2 separate regions of the Takifugu rubripes genome follow, and region 1 is linked to region 2. The links are chromatin contacts, called in public Hi-C maps. All regions are on one chromosome and are shown on one strand. Each heading gives the region's core, a stretch centred on a gene start, on an enhancer-like site or on the middle of the called end of the contact. The rest is flanking DNA. Distances are from core to core; before and after follow the strand shown. Region 1 holds the start of LOC101074049 (PQ-loop repeat-containing protein 1). Region 2 holds the start of dyrk4 (dual-specificity tyrosine-(Y)-phosphorylation regulated kinase 4).

Region 1 (2,700 bases), core at 8-2,507, 190 kb after region 2:
TTACTTTTACAACAGTGGTAATGACTGCAGATAATATGGTATTTCAGCACTACCGCAAATGCTACTGTACCTCTGTACTTCAGGAGTGATTCTATATGTGACCCCGTCACACATCAGTTGATGTAATAAATCTAGCTCTACTAAAGCAAAGTTGGTTTGTTTAATTCGATTTCAATCTGTCATTTAGAAAAGTATTGCATCTCTGGTGTATGGCTGTACATCACTGGTTGCAAATATATAGAATAAAAAAGCCTGTCCTGTTTCAGGCTGCATTATAACTATACTGTATGTGGTATACGGGAGTTTGACTTTGTCGAACTACAGAAAAACAGGTCTTCAAAATTATTGTAGACTGGGTGTGTATCACGTGGGTGTTTCTTTAATTGTAAAGTAGCTAGAGCTTTTCATGATTTTTTTAAAACAATATTTACTTGTCTTCTTTTAACACATATTAGAGAAAGGTAGGTAGAATTTTAGTTTAAGACAGGCAAAGACATCTGGTAAAAGCTTAAACAATGTTAACGCAACATGACTCCATAATCGGACAACTTTATTGATTTCCCAGTTTTTAAATTACTCTAAACGTTTTTTAAAATGTACCATTTAGCTATTTTCTTGTTTTCAGTTGACTTGTGTTACCATATGCCTCATGTTTGTTTTTTTTATTATTGTGATTAAAGATAGTTTCCTGGGGTTGGGTAGCTCATGTCTGAACATACATACGTCGGTTTTAAGCAACTTGGCAAGTAAAAAGTTTGCAAGTAAAAACACATTTTGTTGCAATATAATTGTTCTAAAAACACCTGCAACCTTAGTCAGAGGTTCTTTTAACTTTAAAAGGTTCTTTCTGAGGAGTCCATTGGTCAGACGTCAGCTCCTTGTGAAGACTTCAGAATTGGGAAGTACGTAGAAAAGCAGTAGTAGTAGTAGTAGTAGTAGTAGTAGTAATATTTTTATTTACTAGAGGCAGGTTTCAGCTTTACGTACCTTCAGTTACTTTTCCTCACCATATCAAAACAAGGCATTTCCACCAGTAGTGAGATAGTAAAACAAACTTGGGTCTTTGACGAGACCAGTTCCACAGTTCGTGCACACGATGGAAAGGAACATGCGCAAACAAAAACTCCACAATCTAGTTTTGGTTTTTTAAAATACCACTTTACGTATTTTTAAGGAACTGCTCGTTTTATTTACGTAATGCAGCCTGTCTGAATGCGAAGTAAACGCAACTACTGGCGGACTCACTCCTCATTTGAAACGCGAATACGTTTCTAATAACGACGCAGTTCTCGCGAGATTTCCAGTATTGTGACACCAGCTGACTGTACGGTGGGTTGTGTGAGAAACGACTATTTTGACCTGCTAAGTAAACTGATAGCGGCGCACTCCGTGGACCGGTCCCCGAATTTTAGCATACTGATCATTATTTACACCACAGCATGGCAGATACGGACCCCAAGTCAATGCAGGACCTCACAAATGTGGTGAGTCGTGACCACGAAGCTAGAATTAGCTGCAGTAGCTTAGCTGTAATGCTAATAGAGTCGTCAACCATAAGGAAGGATACGAGTTTAAAACAGATCGTGGCATTTCTTTAAGAGATATTCTGACATTGGTTCGCGTGTTTGTTTATATAGATCTGTTTATCAAGTAAATACATCACAGTTTGTGTTTAGCTCTGTTATGTAATGGTTTCTCGGTCGCATAAATGACATCAGTGGACTAGAAATGACATGCATTTAATGTCACATAATCGAATTCTCTTATTCTGTCTGCTATGCATATTAAAGCAGTTATATAGACCTTTTACAAACCAAAAACTAGTTTCCTTTTATATTGTTCTTATTCAAAAGAATTGATACATTAAATAATGACTTGATCATATTGCTAAGCCCGATTCACATTTTTTTTAATATTACTATTTAAATTTATATTATATTGATATCGCAGTATTTACAACAGTAGAAAATGTAGCGCATTTATGATCCTCCATGATGCTTTTCACGCTAATGGAGGATCACCGCCTCCTGTGCTTACAAAGCTGTTGCATTGTTGTCAAGGAAACTGTGTCCTATTGTTATCATTGTCCTGCAGCTTTTCTTTATCGTGCATACGCAACCGACATGGTGCATTTGAGTGGAATGTTGTTTTGGCTTGTTGATGTACTCTTGAAAATTTAATGCAGGCAGTTTTTATATAGTTCCCCAAAGCAGCGCACTTTGTCTGAACCAAAATTGGATGTATAGTTGCCAGTTTTGGGATAAACAAATCAAGAGGCGGGCGTTTGCATTAAAAGCATGTATGTTGTGTTTCCTGCAGGTGCAGACGCTCCTGCAACAAATGCAGGACAAGTTCCAGACCATGTCGGACCAGATCATCGGGAGAAATATCCTGCCTTTTTGATTTAAAAAGTGCCATTGAAACAGTTTACCTACAAAGAGAAAAGAGGAAAATGTTTGAATTTAAATTTTATGTGAAGAGCTCCAAAGAGATGCGAATGACCTGCACATGTAGTTTGTAGGCTCTGGTGTCAGTTATGTTCCTGAACTGCTGCCTCACTTGATGAGATGAGCACACGCATCGACGACCTGGAGAAGAACATTGCGGATCTGATGACCCAAGCAGGCGTAGAGGAGATTGAAGCAACGCCTGAAAAGGCCAAAGAGAGTCAAGGATCATAATGAAGGTGGTAAGAGTGCC
Region 2 (2,700 bases), core at 2-2,501:
TTTGGGGGGTCCGGTGTCAGCAGGGGACAATGCTGCGATGAGTAACCCTATCAGGGGCTGCGTTCATCAAAATCATGGGGGTGGGGGGGTGCACTCCGTTTTCTGCAGTCTGTAGGGGTGAAGGCCAGGTCAGGTGTGTTGGTCTATGCAGGTAAACAATACTGTGAAGCAGTTCATGAAGTACAGTGACTAATAACTGAGGTTAGGATCTTGGAGTTAATCGGAGTTCTACATTTTAAAAAGTATTTAAGATTCTAATTACTTTCATACTTGATTTATGTTACTCTGTAATTTTATTAAAAGGGCCCAAACCCTAAAATAATTAAGTGACAACACAAGAAGCATTCTACTTTACTGGTAAACAAAGTGAAATGTAACCTTGGTAGTAATTACTGCTACTAACATTGTAGGCATTTGAACACAATCAGAGAATTTGGGTGTTTATGGGGGTGCAATACATTTGTATATTTTGTGTGATGATGTAACTGGTGTCTTAATAAGGAAGATTTAGTCCACTCAAAACCCAATTTTGAGTCGACCAAATGTCAAACACCAAACAGTTCCAAAAGGAGTTCAATCACTTTATGTGGGGCAAATCCTTACAGGGGGCCAAGGTGATTACCAACGTTGTGTCAGAGCAAAGGACTGCATCATGTGGTCTTTGAGAGTTTATGTACAATCTAAAAAGAAGACAAGCTTTCTTTGCAGACAAAATATCACATAAGTTCATAAATCACTTCTGTTTAGCGATGCACAATCACTTAAAGAGACTGTGTTTCATGACCTGCAGGTCAGGGCATCATATTTGAGGATGGGACAAATATTGTCACATGTTGGTTTAAATCATCTTACCTTGACCAGAAGTGGAAAGGTGTTTTTTCTCTCCTTTAATACCTTATCCAGCCTTTTTTTAAAGACATTTCTGTTCAAAAGAAAATATAAAGTAAATGACATTCCTTAAATCAATCTGCATTACACTGACACCTTTTGGGCCATATTTTAGTCTTCAAGTCGACAAACAGTTCCCAAAGTGTGTCTCCAGTGTTATACCAAATATTGATTATAACTTAGGCTTTATATAGTGTAGGAAATTTTCAAAACTTCATCAAAACTATTTCAAAATAACGTGAATTGTCAACAAATGCAACACTAACCTTTTGTCGGTTGACTTGTTCGGCGCGCTCATGGTGAAATAAATCAACAGGATGTCACACGGCTGTCGCGCGCCACATTGGGTAAGGTGTAGTGTGACGGAGACAGAGCGCGCGCACAGGCATGCACACACACACACACACACACACGACCCCCCCCCCCCCCCCCCAACGTCTTTCTCGGCGTTGGAGAAAGAGAGGGGGGGAGAGGAGGTGGGAGCGACAGCACGAGAGCGCGAGACAAAAGAGATATGGATTTTCCATACGGTGCACACACGGAAATAATGTTGTGGCTCAGTCACGTGGATGTTAATCGTTGGAGGTACTTTCTTCTCCAATATAATAACAGCAATAAAGATAGAACTACACCAGGACATATTTATTTTTTTAAATTATAAAACACACTTTATTTATTTATAATAAGAGTTCAAAGCTTCAGACAACCACAAGAGTACAATGCTGATAACAGAAAATTGTTCTATATCGTTTTGTCCCTTAAAAAGAATTATAATGACTTTATAAAGGGAAACCACGTTTCGATTTCATGTAGAATTTGTATAGATTCGTTATGAAACTGTGGTTCCTATAATCAACTCTAAAGAGTCCCAGAACCCTGGAAATATAAGCTCGGAGATGGAATTCCGCAGTCAAATTACACCAAAACTGAGATAAAATAGTTCCATCCTTGACTACATTCAGAGTTTCCCTTTAAAATTAAAAATAACAACAACCCTACGTTATCATGTATACCATGCGTGCTGTTGTTTACATATACCTTCTTGCCGTCTGCATCTTTTTCTTACAAAATCAAAGGTTAAAATTTGTACCTTTGATCTTAAGGTCCTGTTAAAAACTCAAAAACAGGGGAAGGAAGTCTTTTTAATCTTCATCTCAATGCTTTTAATAAAAAGGACATTAGACTATCTAAATACAAAACATTTACAAAGACGTTTCTTTTCGACTAACATACTAGTACACGCAGTGAGTTTTACAAAAGTAAGATTTACAAAGAACAGGATTTAAGTGTTTCCCACGTTTGCCTTAAGCTGAAGATGAGAATATGAAAGCACCCAGTAAAGCAACTGTAATCGATACAGTGTAAATATTTTATGAGGGATTTGTATCTATCTGAAAAAACCTCCCATCCTAAATGGCAAACACAGGTCTAAAACTGCCTCTGTGTTTGTATTTAAATTGTCTTTAACATTTGTATTTAAAATAATTGGCCAATTTTACATTAGATGTATACCTTATGTCATCAATTATAAATAAATTGCAGGATTAAATAAACCATTCGCAGATGTCACAAATGTTGCACACTTGGATACAATAATTGACTGTCCAGGCGTGCATGGGTGGGTTCTTTTTATAACTTTAATCCAGCGGTCAATACAGTAACACAACGTGGAGCCTACCGTCCTGTCTCATGCTTCACCCCGGTCTTTTCGAAAAATCTGCGCGCTCTTTTTTCCCCCGAAGACCCCGAAGCTGCCCCAAAAATGCCTGCGTGAGCCTCACTCATTTTAACCACCAGCAACACAATAAAACA

What was found. Hi-C and Micro-C count contacts between places; a contact is called where the count stands out from the background.
Region 1: a contact with region 2 is called in a Hi-C map of an unstated tissue, with 5 times the contacts expected there. The contact joins the promoter of LOC101074049 here to the promoter of dyrk4 in region 2. A contact is called at or near these places in 2 of 2 Hi-C or Micro-C datasets (muscle and an unstated tissue).

The regions. Positions count from the first base shown.
Region 1 is chr9:5,011,319-5,014,018 of fTakRub1.2, forward strand. It overlaps LOC101074049 (PQ-loop repeat-containing protein 1), which reads right to left and starts at 1,258. Exons shown (of 5, transcript XM_003967183.3): 1 at 988-1,258. It overlaps hsbp1b (heat shock factor binding protein 1b), which reads left to right and starts at 1,299. Exons shown (of 4, transcript XM_029841486.1): 1 at 1,299-1,484; 2 at 2,320-2,386; 3 at 2,560-2,686. The coding sequence starts at 1,440. The coding sequence ends at 2,681.
Region 2 is chr9:4,819,345-4,822,044 of fTakRub1.2, forward strand. dyrk4 (dual-specificity tyrosine-(Y)-phosphorylation regulated kinase 4) reads right to left here and starts at 1,252. Exons shown (of 15, transcript XM_029841882.1): 1 at 1,155-1,252; 2 at 853-922. The coding sequence starts at 1,186.